2 separate regions of the Mus musculus genome follow, and region 2 is linked to region 1. Evidence: chromatin contacts called from public Hi-C data. All regions are on one chromosome and are shown on one strand. Each heading gives the region's core, a stretch centred on a gene start, on an enhancer-like site or on the middle of the called end of the contact. The rest is flanking DNA. Distances are from core to core; before and after follow the strand shown.

What was found. Hi-C and Micro-C count contacts between places; a contact is called where the count stands out from the background.
Region 2: a contact with region 1 is called in a Hi-C map of liver, with 2.2 times the contacts expected there. The contact joins two enhancer-like sites. A contact is called at or near these places in 1 of 15 datasets of contacts at CTCF or cohesin (the NIH/3T3 cell line) and 3 of 484 Hi-C or Micro-C datasets (large pre-B cells, liver and uterus).

The regions. Positions count from the first base shown.
Region 1 is chr3:104,107,889-104,111,321 of GRCm38.p6, reverse strand. The region is part of intron 1 of Magi3 (membrane associated guanylate kinase, WW and PDZ domain containing 3); the gene reads left to right. Among named protein-coding and RNA genes, the nearest start is that of Magi3, 110 kb to the left of the region's middle. Within about 2 kb of position 1,716, at least 10 of the 459 cell types and tissues checked have an H3K27ac peak or open chromatin away from gene starts, as enhancers often do. A contact at or near this core is called in liver, where this site is marked.
Region 2 is chr3:104,188,251-104,191,373 of GRCm38.p6, reverse strand. The region is part of intron 1 of Magi3 (membrane associated guanylate kinase, WW and PDZ domain containing 3); the gene reads left to right. Among named protein-coding and RNA genes, the nearest start is that of Magi3, 31 kb to the left of the region's middle. Within about 2 kb of position 1,358, at least 8 of the 459 cell types and tissues checked have an H3K27ac peak or open chromatin away from gene starts, as enhancers often do. A contact at or near this core is called in liver, where this site is marked.

The DNA.
Region 1 (3,433 bases), core at 467-2,966:
ACACAGAGAAACCCTGTCTCGAAAAACCAAAAAAAAAAAAAGAAAAAGAAAAAGAAAAAAAGGAGAAGAAGAGGAGGAGGAGGAGGGAGAGGAAGAAGAGGAGGAGGAAGAAATGCATGGTCGGTCTGCTTTTGATGATGCACGCCTGTAATCTTAGTATTAGGGAGGCCAATCTGGGAAAGTCAGGAGTTTAGAGAGTCTGGATTATTTAATAAGATTCTGTTTCCAATATATAATATACATGTAGCTGTGAGCATAACAGTATAAGCATTTTCCTCAAGACCAAATCTCAAAAGGAACAGAGATGTTTCAAGAACAACATGAGTGAGTAGATAGGCCATCTCCCCCCCTCCCTTGCAGAAAAACCCAACAACTTTTGAAGTCGGGGATTATTAAACTCAGAGCCTGGATCCTACTGGCAAGTTCTTTTCCACTGAGCCACCTTGTATCATTCTTATTTTACTTCTGTTATAATCTTGAAGGAAGCCAGAGGCATAATGGCACGTGCTTTTGATCCTAGCACTTGGGAGGCAGAAGCAGGTGAATCTCTGTGAGTTCAAGGAGTTCAAGGCCGGCCTCATGTACATAGCGAGTTTCAGGACAGCGAAGTCTGTGTAGAGAGATTGTGTATCAAATAAAAAATTTAAAAAAAAAAACTAAACAAAGTAATAATTTAAGAAAACTTTGAAGGAACAAGTTACTTTTTCAACAGTATAAGCTAAAAATAATATAAAACAGGAAAGCTGGACATTATGCTAAACATCTGCTATGTGGTGGGATTGGATAAGAATAAGATTTAGTTTAGAGGTAGCTCACAGTTTAGAGGTAACGAGTTTGAGGGAATTTAATCTAAGGTCAGGGCGCCTGGCACCCATGTGGTGCATGTAGACTCACACAGGTCCATATATAAAGGTGAACATACATAAATCTGTTTAAAAAGAGCATAATTTACTTTAAATAAATTTATATTTTCAAAACTTTAAGGAGGAATGGGGAAGTAGTGTAATTGGTAGAGTGCTTGTCTGGGTTCCATTCCTTCCACAGCACTGAATAAACCAGGCATGGTGGTACATACCTGTAATCTTAGCACTCAGAAGCAAAAGGATTGGGAGTTCAAAATAGGCCTTTACTTCATAGCGGATTGGGGCTCAGTTTGAACTATTAAAAAGACTTAAATGGATTGGCTTCTGGAGTTGAAGAGTCTCAGACGTGACCTCAGAATTATTTTAATCCCCCTGCTCCCAACACACACTTCATGGAGGAGAATGTAAGAAGAACTGGGAGACTGGAGAGAAGTGCTCCGTAGACTGTGAACACACAAGTCTATTGCCCTACTATAATCTAAACTCACAAAAGTTGAAGAGATTATTTAAAAACAAATTCCAAGTATTTAGAAAAGAATAGCTTATCACCCAGAGCCAATATGGATTTCTAAGAAACAAGACATGCCAAACTGACCTCATTTTTACTCTCCCCCTACCCCCTGTTTTATAATTGCTTCTAGATTAGAGAATAGTAAAGACATGTTGTATCTTGACTTTAGCAAGCAGTTGACAAATTCTCCTTACTGTCCTTGTCAAAAAGATGATGAAGTGTGGGTAGATTGATTTACAGTTGTTTGCATGCTGAACCCACGCCAACAGGACTCAGGGTTAATCCAAATAATAGCCAGTTGCTTTATTCACTGATTTCTCAATGAGAACTGGTGGTGATTCAGAGTTTGCGTATATTCAGTAACTATGGGTTTGTAGCTGTGAATTCCTGACTAAGGAGTTGTATATTCAAACTTGACCGCCTGGATATTTTTATACAATTAAAATACCAATTACAGACATTCATCTAGCCAAACTATTTGTCTGATGTATATATTTTTAAACTTTATAAACCAGTTTCACTGTTCATATAAAAACCAAAGAATAGAATTCAAAGAGCAAAAAATTTTAAAGCATAGGCTGGCTAGGTAAGAATGTTCACATTATAAAGAATCTTTTGTTTGTATTTGTTTAATAACGTTTACATTAGCCTCAGGGAGATTTTTTTTTCATGCCCTTGAGATGTCAAGGTTCTGTGAATTAACCTGGGGGGAGGTGGGTAGGAGGGGAAGGGAGAGGGGGAGGAGAAGGAGGAGAGGGGAGGAGAGAGAGAGACAGAGACAGAGATCATATATAGATGTGCCTGCATTATATATTATACACCAGGATCATACAGTACCTATAGAAGTCATAAGAGGGCTTAGGGTCAGGAACTGGAATTGCAGGCAGCTGTGTGCCACCATGTGGGTGATTTGCAAGAGCAACAAGTGCTCTTAACTGCTGAGCCATCTCTGTAGGACAACAGTGTCCTTGGGAATTAATATATTTGTTGGCCTTCTGATAATCATTAGTAAACTACCTATTTAAGATTTTTTTAAATTCTTTGAAATTACATAGAAGAAACAATCGCTTTATTCTTTAGAAAGTTCTATTAGTTTCTGGAGACAGGGACGTCCATGGTGAATGGTTTATTTAGAATATTTTATTATCAGTTGTTAATCTTAAATAATGTCAACTCAGTTTTATTAAATTTTCATTATGTCTAATTGACTGGTGCTTACAGTATATTGTCTTGATTGTCAAGAAGCAATGATGGAGGGACTGGAGATTTGTCTCATCAGTTAAAAGCACTTACTGCCTTTGCAGAGTACCCTGGTTTGGTTCCCAACACCTACATGGTGGCTCACAACCATCCATAACTCTAGTTCCAGGAGATCTGAGACCCTCTTTTTGCCTCTTCCAACTCCAGGACACATGTGATGCACATAAATACATACATGCAGACAAAACACTCATACAAATAAAATAAGAACAAAACTTAGAGTTTCTAAAAATGTTTGCAGATATGATTTTCAGTTTTAGTGATGCTAAACACGAATGCTACATTCAGTGTCTAGTTGCACATTTTGTTTAAAATGCATTTTGGATTGCAGTTGTCTCTCATCCTTTTCTTTGTGACTGCCCATACCAGTAGGAGTTGATGGTAAAACCTAGTGTGATTCCAGTTCTGATAATTATGGGCATTACTCTTTAAGTTTAGCCTTTTCTGTGCTAACTGGTTTTTAAAAACATCAAAGGCCCTTAGAATAAGATTGGGTTAACTTCATTTTCCCTTAAGAAATCCATCATGCAAGATAATTCATGATTTTGAACTTTATTGTGGCTTTATCTTTTAATTATCTCTAACCTAAAAGACATTACTTATATAACTTAAAATCTAACCTAGATTTTAAGCATTTTATAGTTATCTCTAAATTATGCCATATCTTAGAAGTTTTGAGTTTAAGAAAAGCTAAAGTATTGACTCAACAAATTATCTTTTTTAGTTATATCTATATTTCCTTTTACCAAAACTAAATCTTTCCCAGAAGATATGTTGGTGAGTCAAGTTTTGTATTTTG
Region 2 (3,123 bases), core at 109-2,608, 80 kb before region 1:
GCTTGTATCCATCAGTAGTAACTGGGGATGGATTAGTTGCTTTGTTTCCTATCATTCTACTCCTAGATTATTTTTAATGGCTATGGCTTTCTGTGCCTTTATCTAGAATTTTGACCCACCACCACTTTATGTATACTTCAAGCTCAGAATAATTCTTCTCCTGTACCAATTGGTTTGTCCTTTACTTCAGAATAGTCCTTATACTTCTGTTTAAGCGTTAAAGCTTTTAGTGTTTTAACTTCTTATCCTTACTTCCAGTATCTAGATCCCTCTTTATCTTTTTAAAATCAGCTCACTTGACTTATTTAGATTACAAGATTAGATTTGATTATGGAAAATTTGAAAACTAGTCATAGAAATTTACACTTTATTCTATTTCTAATAAAATTAGGCAAATATTTTTAAGCAAAGTGTTTGTGATCAATAAAAGAGATATAATTAGTCAGGTACTAATATGTAGGATTGTCTATACAGGAGTTAACAATTAGCATGGAACCTTTAAAGAAGAGTGATTTCTCGGGATAGGTAGAACAAGGTAGCTTGGGGGAAGAAGGATTATAAATCAACCTTGAAATATAGAGGATGGCAAAAGAAAAGGGATATTGGAAAGGAGAGCTGACTTGAGAAAATGATTTAGATTTTAAATACTCTTAAAATTATGTTAGGATGTAGATTTCAGACTTCAGGTTAGACACTGAACTGATCATTTTTTTTTTAAATACAGTACATTTTAAAAATATACAATGGCTTACACCTTTAATCTCAGCACTTGGGATGCAGAGGCAGGAGGCAGGAGGCAGGAGGCAGGAGGCAGGAGGCAGGAGGCTGTCTAAGTTTGAGGCCAACTTGGTCTATAGAGTGAGTTCCAAGACAGCCAGGGTTACACAGAAATCTCATCTCAAAACAAAACAAAGTAAAGTAAACTAAAAAACAAAACAAAACAAAATAAAGCAAAACAAAAACTTAAAGCTTTATTTTCTGCATATGTGTGTTTTGCTTGCATGGATGTATGTGCATTACTTGTATGTTTGGTGCCATGTACGTGCTGGGACTCTAACCTCTGGAAGAGCAGCCAATCCTTTTAACTACTGAGTCATATCTCTGGCCCCTTAATAGGCTTTTATTTTTTATTTGACAAGTTCATGTATGTAAACAATGTATCTTGATTATATACAACCCAACTCTCCCTTTCCATTCATTCAGTAATCCCCCAACTTTTTCCTTCTACTTCCCTGAGTAACCCCCAGTGGGTTCATGCCCTCTCTTTTGTTTTTAAAATCCACTTGAGTTCAGTTAGTGCTGCTGTTGGACTGTTGTTGGACTGTTGTCTGACCTATGGACTTGATCTTGTGCAGATAACATAGCTGCCGTAAGAGCATGAGTGTGATAGCTTGTCACGATCAGAAGACTGCACTTCATAGCACTTCTCCATTCTTGCTCTTACAAGCATCTGCCCCTCTTCCTTGTTGTGCCTTGATTCTTTGGGAATGGGGGTTTGTTGATATAAATGTCCCATTTAGGTCTGAACACTTATTCTCAGCACTTTGATTAGTTACGAGTTTCTGTATTAACTGTTAACCACTGCAGAGAGACGCTCCTCTGGCCAAGGTTGAGGGCAAGGTTAATCTATGGGTATAAACACAAATGTTTCTAGTGCAGCTTGACAACACGCCACTTAACAAAACAACAGTAGTAGTCTTCCTCCTAGGGCCTGTAACCTCCTGAGCCATGTGCTTCTGGGCAGATTTGTAGTGTCAGTCTAAATTTCTTTCTATGGAGAGATGTCAAATCTACCCATAACCTTTGTGCAACTATTGCACCAGTGGGTACATCTTACCTGGTTTTGTAAGATGCAGTTGGTCACAGAAGTACCATTTGATGTTTTGTCTCTCCCAGCAGTCTCCAGAGCACATTTTGGTACCATGAAAGTTAGTCATCAGGGAGGAAGTTTTCAGGTCAGTTCATTGATTTTTCTGTGTCCTACAACCAAAGGTCTTTGGCAGTAGGTTCTTAACATCTAGTTTTGTTGAACAACCAAGAGTAATGACAGTTGCCTGTGTCATTTGTCGGGGCTTCCAAGAAGACTTCTTTCTTAGATTCAACAGGAAATATTTAGAGTTCCATCCAAGTAAAAGTTGTAAAACTGCATATTTATTAAGAAATTGCATGTTTTGTGGGGATTGCTTATAAATAGAATACTATAAATGGATAGTAATAGCATTAGCATATGATTTGTTTTTAATGTAATACTATTGAATAACTTGTGACTAGTTATCATTAGCTGAGTAGTAAGTGACTGTGATCCTTTTTTTTTAATGGCATACTTACTGAGGTATCTTTTACAGTAAAATTCACAGGTTTTTAGCTATATCAATCTGTTGATTTGGATAAATGCATATAATTATGTAATTAGTATCACAATTAACATTTCCATCACCTATAAAATTTACTGATACCCTTTTGTAGATGTGTAATCTTTTAAGAATACAGTTTTATCTTGTAATTTATTTTATCAAAGATTTTAGTTTCAAATAATCCTAGGAATGAATTTTAAAATAAGCCAGATATTAAATTGGAGATCACATTTATTGATTTTTGGTAGCTTAATTTGAATCCATCATAATTAACCAAGTAGTTTAAGGAAGGGACTGTGGGTGCTTGCTTTGATGTTTCCACTTTATCTTATCTTAGGTCTTTCATTCAAAAACCTTGCTAAAATCAGGTTCTTGTCATGATTTTTGAGGGTTCGTATATGTACCCTGTGCTCTTCACTTTGCCTCCTGAGCGTGTATCTCACTATTCTCTTTAATAGTCACCTGTCTCTCCTTTCCTATAAGCCTCACTCAGGAGGCTTCCCACCACCTAACTCAGAGACTGATAGAATGTGTACTTGAATATCTTCTGAATGTGTTTTCCCATTCACTCAGTCTCAAATACTTGAAAGTAGTATTAGGCTCTTAAATCTTTGTTCTTGAAGGAAGGAAGGAAGGAAGGAAGGAAGGAAGGAAGGAAGGAAGAAAGAAGACAAAGCCATCACATTTTGCCAGTGCTTCTCTCTTTCTCGGTACCAGCTTGTTACCCACCCATCCAAGTTTATTTTCATATCTACTTCCTTTTCTGGGC